2 separate regions of the Anas platyrhynchos genome follow, and region 2 is linked to region 1. The links are chromatin contacts, called in public Hi-C maps. All regions are on one chromosome and are shown on one strand. The core of a region is the stretch at or near the end of the contact, and the rest is flanking DNA. Distances in the headings are between cores, read along the strand shown.

The links. Hi-C and Micro-C count contacts between places; a contact is called where the count stands out from the background.
Region 2: a Hi-C map of subcutaneous adipose tissue shows a contact between it and region 1, with 2.3 times the contacts expected there. The contact joins two enhancer-like sites. A contact is called at or near these places in 2 of 8 Hi-C or Micro-C datasets (F5 follicle and subcutaneous adipose tissue).

The regions. Positions count from the first base shown.
Region 1 is chr1:28,564,619-28,569,166 of IASCAAS_PekinDuck_T2T, reverse strand. No RefSeq gene overlaps it. Among named protein-coding and RNA genes, the nearest start is that of LSMEM1, 19 kb to the left of the region's middle. Within about 2 kb of position 1,991, at least 6 of the 8 cell types and tissues checked have an H3K27ac peak or open chromatin away from gene starts, as enhancers often do. A contact at or near this core is called in subcutaneous adipose tissue, where this site is marked.
Region 2 is chr1:28,932,547-28,936,982 of IASCAAS_PekinDuck_T2T, reverse strand. DOCK4 (dedicator of cytokinesis 4) reads right to left here. Exons shown (of 51, transcript XM_038185208.2): 49 at 2,286-2,399; 50 at 1,327-1,388. Among named protein-coding and RNA genes, the nearest start is that of IMMP2L, 29 kb to the left of the region's middle. Within about 2 kb of position 2,417, at least 1 of the 8 cell types and tissues checked has an H3K27ac peak or open chromatin away from gene starts, as enhancers often do. A contact at or near this core is called in subcutaneous adipose tissue, where this site is marked.

The DNA of each region.
Region 1 (4,548 bases), core at 742-3,241:
CATTTGCATATCAGAAATCTCAGGTTTTCTTATTCCTTTCACCCTGTCTGACTGGAATTTCTGTTCAGAGATTCAGAACCTTCCCTATTGGAAATATTATCAGAGCAACATGCTCCAAAAAGCCTTAGTATTTTGAAAATGTTTATTTTGACAAATAGAATTGCAAAATGTTTTTAATTAGAACTCTGATTAAGCAACACCTACATAAAACAAATGCCGAATAACAACTACAAAATGAATTCATGTTTTGACTCATAACTGAAAATCATCTGTCCAAGATGTTTAACTTGACCTTCTTATAAGTTGCTGGTTTAATTTTTATTGGAAGATGCTGGTGAATAATAAAAGTTGGACCAAATCCTTAGCTTGTAGCTCTGTGCTACTGGGATTAAAGAAACTGTTCTCTTCAATTGAGAAAAAAGCACATTCAGTCCATTACATGTTACTGTTCTTATTTTCCTGATAGATTAACAAGAATACTGAGATTTAAAGAGAAGAACAGAGGGGATGAATGTACTGTGTCTTCCTCTGGGATACATAAAAACTAGCAACACCATGGCCAAAGAGCTTACTCTTATTTGAGAACTTGATCAATCTTAGAATTCAATAAAAGGTTTTTATAGACTCTGTTTTCTATCCTTTCTCTTGTTTCTGGGCCACATTGCAGCAATTGAAATGCTGTCCACGAGGCACTGATGAGCCAGCAAAACCCCTGAATGGTAATGAGAAGCGTCCAGTGGAAACAGGCTCAGCACAGTGCTGCTGCTAATTTATCAATGTGAGGCAAACCGACTTACACAAGAGGGTGAAAGGACAATTTAAAAATCTATCACCTGCCAATTTAAGAATCTATTAATAATTATGGGTTTGTTTTTCATGTTCTGCACTGCTCATTTAATCTCAATATCTTCTGCACCACGTAACTGACTTTGGAAAATATTGCTTGTCTACAAGGTGACATCAAATTTTCAAATTCAGACACTCTGCTCCTCTGCAAGAGCTTGTGGCTGATTAATTAACTCCTAACTATTACTGAATGCTCTATTTTTTATTTATTTATTTTTTTCCCCTTAAGGGAACACTGAAGCATTTTCATCAGAAAACCTCCCTCTGGGTTCTCATAATCATATGGGTAGATACGAGGGTTATTTTTAATTGATATTTCAACAGCAAGCGTGACAAGGATTCTAGCTCTTTTTATGCATCGTCAGTGACCAACTGACTTTGCATCCTGGAGCAAGTTAAATAACTAGATAATGAGGGAAAAAGCTTGGTACCTGTAAACTAATAGTAACAAAGAGAACTTCCTAATATTATTTTAATAGGATTTTAGATGTAGGTGGCTTATTTATTTATTTATTTGAATAGTATCAACCAATCTGTTCGCTGTGGTAGGGAAGGAAAGTTTTCTTAAGACTGCTTCTTGCACAACCTAACCTGTAGTTTTATTGTGCCTGGTTTACCTCATCTGCTGCTTATCTCGTACAAAAACCTCAGGCAGGAGGGCCCACAGGGCCGTGATGCCACTGGCAGCGACTGAGTCAGCTTGTCCAAGTGTACGGGCAGCAGATGACATGCACTAAACTGATTCAGCAGCTATAAATAAGCACTGACTGACTCATTTAGGTCTTTTCCGTGAGGAAGAGTGATCACAGCAAAAAATCGGGATAAGCTGACAAGAAAGCCACCTGAATCTCCGAGATGTTGCTTCATAATGTTTTGTATCTGCCCTACCAAACGCCCTCCTGTCCCTGAGCACTCTCTTTAAGGTCTTTCCTCAAATGCTTCTTACAGAGAGGAGACCAGGGCAGGAGGGTCTGCATCTCTTGGCAGACAACAGCGGATATGTCAGGGGCTGGCTAACGTGAGGGGAAAGCTGTGGGTGTGAGGGAAGGCGGTGGGCTTGAGGCAAAGACAGGGTCTGCCACCGGCTGCCCTCGTCCTGCCGGGCCCTCAGGGCACCGCCAGCCTCCCGCCGCCTCTCGCTGCCGCAGGGCGACCCCTGGTGGCCATTTCGGAGCAGCCCGGCGGGGCTGAGCCGAGCCCGGCGGCAGGGGGAGCCCGGCGAGGGAAAATGGCGGCGGGGCCGGGTGGCGGGGCTGAGGGGCGCCTCAGAGCGTGGCGCTGACCGCGGGCTGGGGAGGAGTGAGGGCAATTTTCAGCCGGGTAATCCCAGCGTGGAGCCAGGCACTCGGCCGGCCGCCAGGGCACGGCCACGGCGAGGCTGCAGGCGCCGATAGGATGGCGGCGAAATGTCGGGTGCGAGGAGGAATGAAACGCCTCTGTGCGCCTGAGCCGAAAGGGCACTGCTGGCTGGTGGCTGCTGCCAGGCAGCGACGGCTTTCCTTCAGTGACTCTTTTTTTTATTTTTTTTTTCCCTTCCAAGGGCAGCCACAATGCCTTTTTAATAAGTTTTTAGATGCTTGCTGCTATCATTTCCATGGAAATTGTCAAGTCATCTCCTTGCCGGGCTTGGAGAAAGAGCAAGGAGTTTTGGCAAAAGTTCAGCAGATCAAAAACATTAGCTTAAAAATTAAAAGAGGGAAATGTGAATATAAGAAAAACAAATTTGTGAGTATTTTGCAATCTGGTCAGCACTGACTTTGTTACCCCAGATAACTGAAGCAACTCTGCTGCATCCTACAGCAGCATACCTAGGGGCTCATGAGCAAGTCTAAGAAGGAATTCAGCAGCTCAATGCATCTTTTCAAATGTCCCTGCACTTTTATACGTCCCTTTTCACTGCCAACATGGTCACTTTGGGCAGATCAGCGGGCTGTGTGAGGGAAAGGGCTTGTGGTGAACCCAAAGGAAGGGCAGCTGTGCCCGGGCGAGGCAAGGCAGGGGCCCATGGCTTTGGGGAGCTGGGGGCAGCTCTGCAGTGCATGGGTCCGGCTGCTGCCTTGGTTGCTGCTGTTGAACAGTGTAGGCTGCCTCATAGAGCCTTGAAGGGGGAGTGTTTTCTGACCAAAGTTTGGCTGGGGTCCCCTGGTCTGTTCGGCGTCTTTTTTTCCTTCCTTCAGATCTGTGGTAAAATGTTTTGCCACTGATTAGACTGGCCACGTGCACACAAATGGAAAACACAACTAAATCTATTAGACAACCACTGACATGGACACACACACTTAAGTCATTACTTTGACAAGGTGATAGGCGTATCCATTGATTTGGGGAGATGTAGACCCTCTTGATTATAATGCAAGGTGCAATTATGTATCAGTGATCTATCCACTCATTTTGAGATGGAGAATTTCTTATGCCACTTAACCCTTCACAATACCCTTTACAGCTAGTGAAGATAAAGCCATTTCTTTCAATAAAGATCCTTCAAGAAGCTATTATGTTTTATAGACCATCATTTCCCTTGCTATAAGAATCTAGGATTCATAATTCGAGTTTCTGTCATCTCACTGAAATAACTACATCAGTTTTTCCCCATATTAGGTTATTATACAGAAACTGCCATCCCAAAGTAGCCATCAAACTTCTTTCTGCTTTTTCTAGGAGCAGTCAAACACCCCAGGGTGTACTGGGTCCATGCACATGGGTCAGACCTCTCACCACGGAGAGATCCTAGTCTCCTGTGTACTTGGATTCCTTCTGGGGTACCTCTGTTCAGCAGTCCCAGAATAGCTGTCCACTTGCTGTTTGCTCTGCGTGATCATAACCTGTTGTAGTTTAAAGCATTTCAAGACAAACTCATTTGTCTCATTAAAGCTGTCATTCAGATATATATGAAATTTTGACTGATATTTATTAATTTAGCTATTTGTCATGGCAGAAAGAGAAGCATATTATTTCTGACAAATATCATAATTCTGTGCATCTTAGGACAAAGTCCGTTTACAGGACTGCAGCTTTCACATTTTTAGTACCACAACTATATTACACAGGCAAGGGAAACACACCTTCCCAAACAGTCAATATAGTTTCCTCCTCTTTACTTAGGAATATCAAACACTAATACGATTACCTAGCATTCAATAAACTATTAGGAAAACTTTCCATACAGGTCCTCCTTTGTGACACCAGGTGTCCTTGACGAGTGTATTTCAGTAAAAGGTCTTTATGGTAGTTTCCAGCAATTTGTGTTGTACAGCTTAGTTCCAGTTCTTTGTTAGGTATCTAAAAAAGCAATAGGGTTTCTCATTTCTATTTCACTTGTCTCTTTAGGGGATTTTTTTATGATTACCACAGACTTCTCACCTGCTGTTAATTTCTTGCCAGCTATTCATGCACTGTATTTTCTTGTTCCTCCTGCAAAAATACAAACTTCATGTGAAAGAACTACTGATACATTCACTTGAAACCTTTCCTCTCTCTAATGTATTTTTCCCCCATGTAAGTGGTACAACTATAACAGGTGTCACCAAGAGCTGCATTTAAACCTGTAATTTGAGATCTGCAGTCCTCATCTAGGAAATAGGGAGCAGTAGCTGGAATCTTCTCAAGCCTGCTGCATCATAGCCGAGCAGCCTCTCATTGAGCTGCTGGACAAAGCAGGAGTGGGGACAGGAACACTACCACTGTCTTTTTTATCTTGTGTAG
Region 2 (4,436 bases), core at 1,168-3,667, 370 kb before region 1:
ATTCATTCCAGAGTTTGGCTGTAAAATGCTTAAATTCTGTCTGGGCCTTTAGAAGAAAAGGTTAGGATGAGCTTGAGATACCCCTAAGAACCAGCTGTACTGATTCAATTGAAGAATGCAGGCCGTCGCTCGCCTTTTGTACAACACCCTAATGCTCTGACACGCTTCCTCGTAAGCAGCTAGTGCAAAATCTGGCATCAGCACTCACTTCAGCAGAAGTGTACCATGGCAATGGGACTATGGGCACTTGACGTCAAGCAAAATCACTCTGTGTTGAACCTGGTCCACTTTGCAGCAACACAAGCGGAGAAGTAACAGGCTCATGGGACAGTAGGCAGAAAAACGACTGCAGACTTGTGGTTAGGGACCTCAAGGGAAAGGAGGCATTTTTGGGGTGCCGCTTCCCTTGCCCCCAGGAGATGCGCACCCTCTGATTTGCTCTCCTTCTAGGTTGCTGACCCCCGTAATTGCAACTGCACAATTATCTCAGCTTCAATGGGTTGGCAGAGTTTATCCCTGAGAGTAATGTTGTGCAGTCTGTCAGCAGCGGGGTTTTCATGAACTGTGCACAGGCTGCGTGTTCATGTTCTCCGGTGCCATGGGAGACAGATTTCCTGGTCAGGCTTTCTAACCAATAAGCTGTTGCACAACAAATGGGTACCAATATCTTCAAATATCTTGAAACAGAAATGAAACCTGCTCAGTTTAGCCCCTGTTGCTATGGGCGCCCAGCTTCCACAGAAGAACCAATGCTTATTCACAGGCTGTGCCTAGTGTTTCCTACTGACAAGCTTCAAACTCCTTCCAACTTCTCACACAGCCTCCCTGGACAGCTCTGCAGAGGTACTGGGTGTTAAAATTGCTGGATCAGAGATTAACACCCTTAACGCAACAGCTCTGGATGCTGGAGGAGTGAAAGGAATGGGCTGCACAACAGTGTCTCCTTAACTGGCATCTCCTTTTGCCACTGCTGGAGACAGCATTCTGGACTACCTGGCACTTCTTACATTTATTTCTTACACTCCATTTTGTCCACTGACTCAGGTGAGCTTGATTGCACATGTTAGTGAGAAGTCTGATACTGACACACTACAGAGCCTGAAGGTTATGTTTCTTACCTGCAGTTTTGAAAATCTTCAGACCTGCTATGATAGGACTACTTACTTTTTGGATTTTGAATAGGCATATGATAATGAACTAAATATATATAATTCAGTATAATGAATTAAAGATGTAATCCCAAATAACATATTTAATGTATATGATATACCTCACAACACCTACAGTCATTCCCACAAAGGAAATTCACTTGCAAAAAGACAATACCTTCATTGGTGATCTGCCAGCAGGAGAAGGGGAAACAGTGGCTATGTGCCTTGCTGGTGATGCTGTAAAGTCAGAAAGATTTCAATGCAGTCAGCATTACAACTTTACAATTTTCATTAAGAAATCTTTTTAAATAGATAAGAGATCATTCTACATACAAACATTATCTCTGGTTCCCTCTATGTATTTGCTCAATAGTTGCAAATAGTCTTAGAGATACTGTTTATATTTTTTTTTTTCAGGATTATCTTGCCATATAACCAATAAAGTACAAGAAATTTCTGCATCCATCTTTTATTTTATACCACTTTAAATTGGTTTACATCCTGCCAAATAATACAGGACTCAAATTAAGTCAGTATTTTCTTCTCTCCTTTTCCCATCTTCCTTTTTTTTTTTTTCTTAAGAACTATGTTCTGTATTTTTAAGTAAGAAAAAACACCATATAAAATGTACTTACTTTGAGGCATAAGGCTAAAACTCCAAAAAGTTTCCACCCCCTTGAGAGCAATTATATTTCTAATACCACTTAAGAAGTCTTTTCTTTAAATGGAAATTAGTCTTTTGAAGGGCAAATTGGTTATAGGAACAGAACTCACGTACTTTCATGATTGCTGTGCATGTGGTAAGATTCTTTTTCTTTAATGATCATTTCCGATTGCTAACCTCTAATTATCATAAGATCAAAAGATTAAATTTGATCATCCTCCCTAGTTACCAGAATGAACTGTCTGAAACTACACAGTCATTAAATGAAGAGGCAGAGTACTAGAAACAGAATGCTACAAAGAAGCCTAATGAGATGAAAATACTTGAAGTTCTACAGCCTTCTATGTAAGTAATCAAATAATAAACTAACGTGCCCAAGAAGTTAAATGTTAGTCAGAGCGGAAAGAATCTAAGCACTCAAATAAATCATTTTTTAACTGGAGCTTAGCCTGAGATGTCCATTAACTCACCAGTCTGTGCAGGTCTGGGTGGTACAGGAGGAGATATAAGCTTTCCACTCTCTGATGTGTTTCTGGCTTCTTTCCCACTGTCCAGGCTCCAGCTGCTGGGAGTGGTGTTTACAGCTGGAAGAGAATGCAAAAGCTGACACAGGCAGCACCACTTTTAGCTGTCACATTCAAGCTCTCTTACTTGCCTTTCTCTGCGAGGGTACAAACATGTAGAGTGAAAATGTTAAACAACTGTAACAGGATGCCTGAAAAGCTCTCGTGGTTGCATCATCATTTGAAAGGCTCTTCAGTAAAGCCTGTCAGTCTCCTGCTTTGCCTGACATACGCATCTGGCCCTTGGGTCAGTTTGAGATTGTATAGCAGTTTGGACCACCAATGACAGCAGCAGCTGATACAGCACTCTGGTGTACTGCAAATCTCCCACAAAGGGGAGCTTTGAAGCCTGTTAATATCATCAGTTTATCTTTGCACCAGACTCCTATTTAAAGGTTTCTAGGTGTAAGAGAACAGCCTATTCACAAACTGTTTCCATTAACTCATTTTATATGCAGAAGGGACTAGAGAAAGGAACTCACCAAATTCCAATCAAGATCCCTCAGAAAGCTTTCAGTGCTAATTGTCTTTTGTTGCCTGCATAGGCTATGAACTCAGAAGTGAAAGAAGATGGAAAGAAGGGCGCAAAATGGAGGGAGTGAAGAGGGGAAGAAATGTAAAAGTGTTTGAACAAAATCAAATTAAAATATTATGGATTAACACAATTTATACACACTGTCTTTATCTGTGGTCCAGGGGCCTGCAAATTGACTATCACCTGGACATGTATAAAATTGGCCGTTGTATTATCTGTGTTACTTTTACCAAATTCCATGTCTCTAATTGAATGATCCCCATAAAGTTTGGAACAACTTAATAATGGAACTGGATTATTTCTTGTTATCATAGAGCCACTGCTATTGGAAAGAGTAAGACAGACACAAAGGTCATTTAACATGCACAGGACACAAATGAACGAAAAATTTCCAATTTTTCTTACACATCCTATAAACGGTGAACAAGCTGCTTCCAAAGAAAACAAACAAACAAAAAATGAGACAAACAAACAAACTAACAGAGGTGAAGAATACCTGACAGCTTTAAAACCTCAAACCTCTTCCACCAAGTTAAAAGTTTTTCAGGAAGTAACATGAGCTTATGCCTTGCATGACAGTTTCCTTCTTGTCTGCTAGTGTCACACTTGTGAGGAACCACATGGAAGAACTTCATGCTCATTTAATAAGATGGTGTGGAAAGCAAAGTGCTGCTGCTGAATGCTAATTCATGTTAGCAATTATTGCTATTGTAGAAGCAACGAGGGCTTTCAGACGGACTGGAATTATGCTATACTGGCCTATACCAGATTTAACACAAAAAAAACATTTTATATATATATATATATATATATATATAATATATATATATTATTTGTACCATATCTGTAACAATATTGTTACAGCATAATTGTACATCAGTTGACCCTGAGAATAGCGCACAGAATAATCTGTTTTCTAGAGGATCATTTTGCCTTTTTATTGCCAGAGTATGCAATTCACTGTTTGCTTTTTATCGTAGGCTGTCACCTAGCAGCATGGTTTTGCCCTCATCCTAAAAATGACTTGGCACCAGGCCTGGGTACTTCAAATGCCTGAATCTCTTGAGAAGCCAATTTTTTTCCTTTTAAGTTACCCTAGTAGTCAATTCTTTGGACTGCTAAAAAGTCTCCTGGAGAGAATACTTTATTTTAGCAATTTTGTAATGTACTTGGCTGCATAGACCAATGGAAAAGTTTTGACATTTTCATGTTATTTCATGTCTTTCACTCCTATGAAAAATTCCACTCTTCATTTTACACCAAAACTTGGACACACGAATATTTATAAAAATCAACTCTTACTGATGAAAATCTGATTCTCCGTCAGTTCTTGTTTACAGTATGCTCTTGAAATGTTAGCTTTTAATACATCTATTTTATTGTAGCCTTTATTCATTGTGCAACAAAGGGTAGCACAATGAAATTATGGAGCACAAAATGCATAAAGAGCACATAACAAAATCTTGGCAAAACAACTGTGCCAATAATATTGAATTTCCCCATGTGAAAAATTATAGAAGGCA